Regions from separate parts of the Gossypium hirsutum genome. Here region 1 is linked to region 2. A link is a contact called in public Hi-C data. All regions are on one chromosome and are shown on one strand. Each heading gives the region's core, a stretch centred on a gene start, on an enhancer-like site or on the middle of the called end of the contact. The rest is flanking DNA. Distances are from core to core; before and after follow the strand shown.

The links. Hi-C and Micro-C count contacts between places; a contact is called where the count stands out from the background.
Region 1: a Hi-C map of hypocotyl shows a contact between it and region 2, with 3 times the contacts expected there. The contact joins the promoter of LOC107887116 here to the promoter of LOC107887157 in region 2. A contact is called at or near these places in 7 of 34 Hi-C or Micro-C datasets (callus, fibers, hypocotyl and 1 more).

What each region holds. Positions count from the first base shown.
Region 1 is chrA03:57,341,486-57,345,762 of Gossypium_hirsutum_v2.1, reverse strand. It overlaps LOC107887116 (transcription factor MYB124), which reads left to right and starts at 2,429. Exons shown (of 12, transcript XM_041096261.1): 1 at 2,429-3,091; 2 at 3,217-3,263; 3 at 3,370-3,426; 4 at 3,522-3,594; 5 at 3,943-3,998; 6 at 4,125-4,277. The coding sequence starts at 3,011. It overlaps LOC107887118 (a long non-coding RNA gene), which reads right to left. Exons shown (of 2, transcript XR_001681006.2): 2 at 4,217-4,277.
Region 2 is chrA03:56,721,010-56,725,259 of Gossypium_hirsutum_v2.1, reverse strand. LOC107887157 (protein KINESIN LIGHT CHAIN-RELATED 3) reads left to right here and starts at 1,394. Exons shown (of 3, transcript XM_016811311.2): 1 at 1,394-1,884; 2 at 2,146-4,250. The coding sequence starts at 2,322.

The sequences.
Region 1 (4,277 bases), core at 1,180-3,679, 620 kb before region 2:
TAAAAAAATAAAAATAAATCAATTAAGCTGTTAACATGCACTCAATTGAGTCCTCAATGACAAAAAAATTCAACTAGACCCTTTTGTTAATAGAAATCGTCATTGATCAATTTGACTACGCGGTTAAAAAAACCTAAAATCCTAAAAGTTATAAAAATATACTAAAAATGTATATCTAGTTAGAACCTAGACAAATAAACTTAAGTTTATTTGAATCTAGACACCTATTTATTTCCTTCTTTTTAGATGTAATTCAAAATATTATAAAAATTATAAATTGTTATAAAAAATATAATAATAATAATAATAATTGATCATTAATAAAAAAATACTAACAAACTATAAAAATTGTAAAATATAAATAAAATATATCTAAATTTTGTACGTGTCATGTGCCCTTATATACCCATTTTGTCTTAGAGTGAGTTTGGATGGACGGTGCGTTTACCTGCGGTTAGTGTAAAAATAATGGTGGCGGTGAGATTAGATACTGTAGTGATACTATAGCGTGAGACAAAAAGTAAACTAAACGCACCGCTGCCCCAAACCCACCCTTAGTATACAATTTTTGGAACCGAGAAAGGATTGTATGAAACAATGACGCCACGTCATCTATATCCCTTTCCAATAGTTTTATGCCACATCAGTATTCTTATCCTGAATTTCAGGATTTTATCCTGAATTTTAGTATTTTAATCTGGATTTGATTTTTTTCAGGATAAAATCCTGAAATTCAGGATAAGAGTACTGATGTGGCATAAACTATTAGAAAGAGATACAGATGACGTGGTGTCACTGTTTCATACAATCCTTTCCCTTTTGGAACCTACCAAAAATGAAACCAAAGGTGATATTATTTGATTAGTTTTTGAATTCAAGTTGGTATTCATCAAAATCTCTCAAATTAACAAGAAATTTTAATTTAAGAGATTTTTTTTGGGTTCATTTTTCAAACTATTATGGGTACAACAAGTACATATAATATGGATTTTCATTAACTAAAAGTTTAAGAAATTCAGTAGGTGAGTTTGTTTAGGCTTAATTTGATTTTCATAACATTAAATTAATTTATTATATCATCATATTTTTATATAATTACTAACTTTGAGTATTTATTATACACATATAATAATTGCATTAAAAATTATTGTATATCCATAATTAATGTTTTCAAAATTTATTTTAATTTATAATTTAGTGTTATTATTTATAAAATTTTAATATAATTATATTTATATAATATTTAAAATATATATTTTCATAAATTCGAGTTTTAGGTTGGATCTATCTCGGATTTGGATTTCCTCGAATTCTAATCGTTATAAGCTTGAATTGGCATAGGTGAATTTTTGGGCTCAGGTCTGTTTTGCCCGCTTTAATAAAAGATGATAATTGAATTGTTAAAATATAAAAAAAATTACGAAAGAATGTAAAACTAATTTTTTTTAAAAAGTGATATAAATGCATTAAGATGTCCAAAATCATGAGTTAAAAAATTTAAAGTTGGTATTTGTAATAAATAAAATAATAATAGAATATTCAAGGTAAAAATGTTGAATTTGGAATATATATTGTCATTTTCTTCTTTAGAAAAGACAAACAATGTTTGTGTTGGATCATTAAATATCCAAACCAATAACCAAAAGAGAAGTTTCCTATTTTGATTTGGTATTTTTCCCTCTAAAAATCTAAATGGAATTCATAAGCTTCACATGAACAAACAACCAAACAAATGGAAAGTGAGAAAATCCGAATGAATACGAAAGCAAAAGCATCCCATTTTTAAGAACAAAAAATAACACTAACAAAATGCCATAAAAAAGAACTTGTTGCGTCAGAAAATTAAGCCAAAAACAATAATAAAAAGCCCCAATTCCAATGATGCAAGCAATTCACGTGGGTTGCACTGCCCAATGAAAACCATCAACGTTGACTGATACACAGGCATTACATCCAATCAACACACGCGTTTCTCTCACGTGAATATGTTGCGCCTGGGGCTTGTTTTGAATTTTGAAAACTAAAATTCACCCTCCAAAATAAGAAAACCGATAGATTTAAATGGAAAATATATATATAAAAAAGAAGAAGAGCTGTGATGTGAAGAAATACGAAGGTTCATCAGTTTTTATGTCCGCTAAAATCATTATAGTTCAGGGAAAAAAAAGAAAAGAAAATGGATAAATTATTAAATTTATAAAAATAAGAAAATAGTAAAAATAGGGTTTGCTTTAGGAGCTGAGTGGGGTAAGTGTCCAGGGCATTCATTGAAGACACAACACAACAGCGTCATGAAATTCGGCGTTATTTATTTATTTATTTAATTTTCTTTTTCTTTTAATATTTTCAAACTCTTCTTCATACCCGCGCACTAAAGCAAGAATCCGTTGATTTAAATTAATATTTTTTAGCTCTTATTTTCCATTCTTTGAAATCAACAAAATAAATCCTAAAAAACCCCTTGCAAGAAAGAGAGTATTTTTCCAAAAAGTTTCTTTCTTTATTTGAAAGAAAAAAGCCCAAAATATATATTCTTTCAGATTCATCATTCCATCACTCTTCCATTTCCCTTCTCTTTAAAGTTTTAATTCTTTTTATCCATTATAGATCTACCCTTTTCGATTCTACGTATATACATGTACATTTGAATCACAAAGCTCAAGCTTTTATTGACCATATAATTGGTGGAGACGTTGTGATTCTATTTTCTAAGTATAAACAGGAAAAAGAAAGGGTTAGCATCCGAGGAATAACGGAGTAGAAGGGGGAAACAAAGCATAGAGTTATTGAGAGTAATAAGGATTCCGTTTGAACCCAACAGTGAGTTTTGTAGTAAAAAAGATAAAAGAGAGGGAAGTGGAAGCATTGGTTCCCTTTTTCATGGTTTTTTTTTTATAATAAAGGGTTGGCTTTTTGAGGATGCCACTTGGGTTTTAATAAAAGGGAAGGGAGCGTCAAGGAAGGCCAGCAACTAAGAGCGACAGAGATTAGAGTAAAGAAGAAAAAGAATATGCAGGAAACAAAGAACAAGAATGGTGGCAATGAAGATTCCAAGAAGAAGGAGCGTCACATAGTGACGTGGGCTCAAGAGGTTTTCTTTTCTTTTTTAAAATAATTTTCTTCTTTGGTTCCCTCTGTTTTGTTTATTATTTGATTGATTGATTCTTTGTTTTGGGGGGTTCTTATTAATTTGATATTGGGGGGGGGTGTTTGCAGGAAGATGATATACTTCGAGAACAAATCAGTTTACATGGAACTCAAAAGTGAGCCTTTTATTCATTCATTCGTTCATTTGAAGGGTTTGTTTGTTATTTTTTAATGATGGATGAAATTGAATGGATTTGTGTTGGTTTAAATGTTTGAGTGCAGCTGGGCGATCATTGCCTCTAAATTCAAGGATAAAACCACAAGGCAGTGCAGAAGAAGGTTGGTGAAACCATGATGAGTCCAAAAGTTTGATCACTTTCAGTCTTGTTTGACTTTTTAATCTAATGTCTTTTTTTGTCACAACAAACACACAGATGGTACACATACTTGAATTCTGATTTCAAGAAAGGAGGATGGTCACCAGAGGAAGATATGCTTTTATGTGAGGTAATTAAATAAGTTTAAAACCTCCATTTCCATTCAAGTTAAATGGGGTCAGTGTTACTTTAATAAAACTTGAAATGAATTTTTCAAGAACTTATCTTCTGATGATTTATTTGGAGGAAATGTTACTTTCATTGATCAGTTGTATCAGGCTATTGCATGTTACTGGTACAGTAGGTTTTGAGTTTTCCAAACAGGAAAAACAAATATATAGAGAGGTAGGCCAGACCTTAAACTAATTGACACAGTTTTGGTCTTTCAAAAGTAGGGCAAAAAACAGCCACTTAGTTTCAGTTTGGATAAGTGTTTCTGTAGATCCTGAATGTGCTGATGACTTAAGGTGATTTGCAGGCTCAAAAAATATTTGGCAATAGATGGACAGAAATAGCAAAGGTGGTTTCAGGCAGGTATATATATCTATGATTTTTTTGGAAAAAAATCCTCTAGTGCAGAAAATTGATCTCTTTTCAACTGTCATTTTTCCATTTTCTGTTGTAGATTATTAACCTTTACTGATTACGTGGTTAATGCAGAACTGATAATGCTGTTAAAAATCGTTTCTCCACACTGTGCAAGAAGAGAGCCAAATATGAAGCTTTGGCCAAAGAGAATAGTAATTCATGTATAAATCCTAATAACAAAAGAATTTTACTCCAAAATGGGTTCAATACAGATGGAACAACTGA
Region 2 (4,250 bases), core at 145-2,644:
AAACACTTTTTACTGAGAAGACACCAGACGTAATTCTGGACCAGGAAAGAATATCAGGCCCAGCAAACTCGGAAGGAAGATGAATACTAATGATACGATTGACCACGTCATCTGGCAACCACAATCTAAAGAGATCAATAAAGATTTTAACTAATATGCATCGAATGAAATCACGAAGGTAAATTAATTTAAATATCTCGTAAGCAACTAAAATTTAGAATTAGGTTTTTTTTTAAAAAAAAATTTGGTTCTATTTCTTAGCTTTTTAAATTTAAATGTAATTGTTAAAATTATTAAATTTAAGTTAATTTTTTTTATTATTCATTTTTATATTTGAGCTAATTATAAATTTTGTATTCTTCATATCCATTGTTTAGTCTCTATGTTTAAGTTTTGTAATTGTCACTTCCAATAATATTATGTCTAAGGTTCGAAACTACATTTTACCTTAGAAGTGCTCAGGGGCGAAACCAGGGAGGGCAGGCATGGGCCCCGGCCCCCTCTCAAATGGGAAATTTTCATTTAGGCCCTTTAGATTTTTTTAAAATTTTAAATTAGTAAAAGTAAAATTGTACTTTGGCCCACCTAAAATTATAAAAATTCAATTTAATCATTTAAAAATTATAAATATATAGACTATAAAAAATTAAAATTTCCTTCGGCCCCCCCCCAAAAATTTTTTTCTGGCTTCGCCCCTGGAAGTGCTATGTATCTTACCATTGCACATAACACTCATTGGTACATCATATTTTTTTTAATTGAGTTTTTTTCTTTAAAAATCACACCAAAAAATTTTAAAATAAAAATGTTAAGAATTGAATCTGTATTTTAAAATCTTAAAAATAAAAATTTAGTGACTAAATTTTAAATTTTGTAAAAGTAACAAAAATAAAATGAAATGCGAGTAAAAAGAAAGCAGAATAAATAAATAAAAAAGCAAATTGTTATCTTGGGGGGGGGTACAAATACAATTAAAGAGGTTGGTTTCTTTTTCTTTACAAAACGTTTAATCATTTCCAAAGATAGGGTTAGTTTTATTTGTAATCCAATAGAAGCTTTTAATTATAAAAACCCCTCAACTCTCCACCGACAAATCCATACATCTTCCCTAATCTATGACCTCAAACTATTTTTACTAAAGGTACATAATTCCTAGAAAGTACCCAATATGTTATTTAAAGTTGGTGCCACAGTGTTTGATCTCGAGAGAAAGAGGGGTTTGCTTCACCAAAGAAGAGGGTGACTAATTGAGATACTGCAGATTTTGAAGTGAAAGAGAAGGGAAGTAAACTTGAAGAGGATTGTGACAGTTTGTCCGTATGAAAGGAAAAAAAAAGACATAAAACCACAATACAAAGTCAAAACAGGCTCTCAAATTTCATAATCCCAACCTGTCCGAACCCCATTGTTGGGCAACTGAAAAGTCCACTGACCATTAACAACTTGCCACGTGGAAAGATCCCATGAAAAAAAACATATACAGTTTGACAGTTCAGGTTGCGGTTGCAGGCCGCGCAGGGCTTTGGGTTTGGGGAGAAGTCACTCCCTTTCCAATCTGACATTCTATCTAACCCCTGCCACTTTGCCTATGCATATATAATTAGCCATTTGTTTTTTTTTTTTATCACAATTAATTACCACCCACATTTTTTTATAGCCTTTTACACCTTCATTTCCTTTTTAACTTTCCCTGGATTTCCCTCTTCTGTGTCCCTCCCAACTCTCCGGCTTTATTTATTTATTTTTTTCCAAGCATCCAAAAGGTTTTTTTTCTTCTTCCTGTGTGTATAAATCCAATTTTTTGTCGGTCTCCTGACATTTGTCGTTTTTATGAGAAACCCAGAAAAGATGTCACCTTGTTTGTTTCATGACTGTTTTATTGAGGTATTCTAATGGCTTTGCTCTTTTTTCTTTTTCATTTTATTTATAATTTGTGATATTAGTTGGGGGTTAAATGATTGTTGTTTATTTATGTTGGTTTCTTATGATTATCTTTCTTTATTTTTGTTGATGATGAGTTAATGAATATTTGAGCGGATTTAATCATGGAAGATCTGATTGATGAGTTTAATGAATATGTGGGAGAAATTGTTATGATGAGCTAAAAGGTTTAACTTATGGTGGTGGTGTTTTTTTTTTTTATAGGTTGCTATAAAATTGGGTGTGTTACAAAATTTATGCTTTCTCTTGCTTGGATCTGGCGTTTCAATTGTTTGATAGGATAAGATAGGATTGAATTGGGAACCAATTTAATTGAATTGAATTGGAAACCAATTTGGTGGTGATAAGTTTAGGATATTTGTGGGTTTTGGCACATACTGATGCCAGGTGTTCTCATCGATGAAATTAAAGAAGAGGGTGTGTTGAATGAAATGAAAGGGACTTCTGCACGTGTTAAGGAAAATTCGGTTTCCAAGAGAACACCAAGTCCGCAAAGCCCTCGTGGTGATAGGATGGTTCAGGTTGAGACCTCCATTGAGCAGCTTTATGAGAATGTATGTGATATGCAGAGTTCTGATCAGTCACCTTCGAGGCAGAGCTTTGGATCATATGGTGAAGAGTCGAGGATTGATTCGGAATTGCACCATCTTGCTGGAGGAGAGAGTACAGAAGTTGAGATAATGAAAGGGGAGGAACAGGAGGTGGATAAACCAGAAGATGATAGTCGTAGTAATTCATCTTCTAAGAAGGGAAGCTCATCGAATGGTAAGAAGTCGGGGCTGTTGGACAAGCCCCGACCCACAGGTGTAAAATCCATTTCTTCAGGTGATGTGAAGAAAGTGTCTCGGACACAACTGGACTCTGAAGAATCAACAAAACCCAATGTTAAGGGGAAAACTCCACCTGAGAAACCTCCCATCAATAAGGGGAAAGTTAAGACTCTGAAGAAACCAAACACGGGAGTCTTACCCATGAAGAAAGGGAAAGGATCAAAGCTACAAAATGGAACCGAGGATGCTTCCGAGTCGGGGTTAGGTAATCCTGATCTTGGGCCGTTTCTACTCAAACAAGCTAGGGATTTGGTGTCTGCAGGAGACAATCCCCAGAAAGCTCTTGAACTAGCACTTCGAGCAGCCAAATCGTATGAACTTTGTAGCAGTGGAAAACCCAATTTAGAATTGGTCATGTGTTTACATGTCACTGCAGCTATATATTGCAGCCTAGGCCAGTACAATGAGGCAATTCCTCTTCTTGAACAATCAATTGAGATTCCAGTGATTGAGGAAGGCCAAGAGCATGCCCTGGCTAAGTTTGCTGGTCATATGCAGTTGGGTGACACTTATGCCATGCTAGGACAGCTTGAGAACTCAATAACCTGTTACAGCACTGGTTTTGAAGTCCAGCAACGAGTTCTTGGAGAAACAGATCCTAGAGTTGGCGAGACATGCCGGTATTTGGCTGAAGCTCATATGCAGGCATTGCAATTTGATGAAGCTCAGAGGCTATGCCAAATGGCTCTTGACATTCACAGAGAGAACGGTACGCCGGCTTCTCTTGAAGAGGCAGCAGATAGGAGGCTCATGGGTCTCATATGTGAAACAAAGGGAGACCACGAAGCTGCTTTGGAGCATCTTGTTTTAGCCCGTATGGCCATGGTGGCAAATAGCCAGGAGGCAGAGGTGGCTTCTGTTGATTGCAGTATTGGAGATGCATACTTATCTTTGTCTCGATATGATGAAGCTGTTTTTGCCTATCAGAAAGCACTTACAGCTTTTAAGACAACTAAAGGAGAGAATCATCCAGCGATTGGGTCAGTCTTTGTCCGGTTGGCTGATTTGTATTACAGGACAGGGAAATTAAGGGAATCAACATCATACTGCGAGAATGCCCTTCGAATCTATGAAAAGCCCATGCCAGGGATTCCCCCGGAGGAGATTGCCGCTGGCCTCACTGATGTTTCTGCCATCTATGAATCAATGAATGATCTTGATCAGGCAATCAAGTTGCTGCAGAAGGCCTTAAAAATATACAATGATGTCCCTGGTCAGCAAAGCACAGTAGCTGGAATTGAAGCTCAGATGGGAGTTATGTACTACATGTTGGGGAATTATTCAGAATCTTACAACTCCTTCGGCAGTGCCATTTCGAAGCTACGCATATGTAGAGACAAGAAATCTGCCTTCTTCGGCATTGCTCTCAATCAAATGGGGCTGGCTTGTGTGCAACGCTATGCTATAAAGGAGGCTGTTGAGTTGTTTGAAGAAGCCAAAAGCATTTTAGAGCAAGAGTGTGGACCGTACCACCCTGAT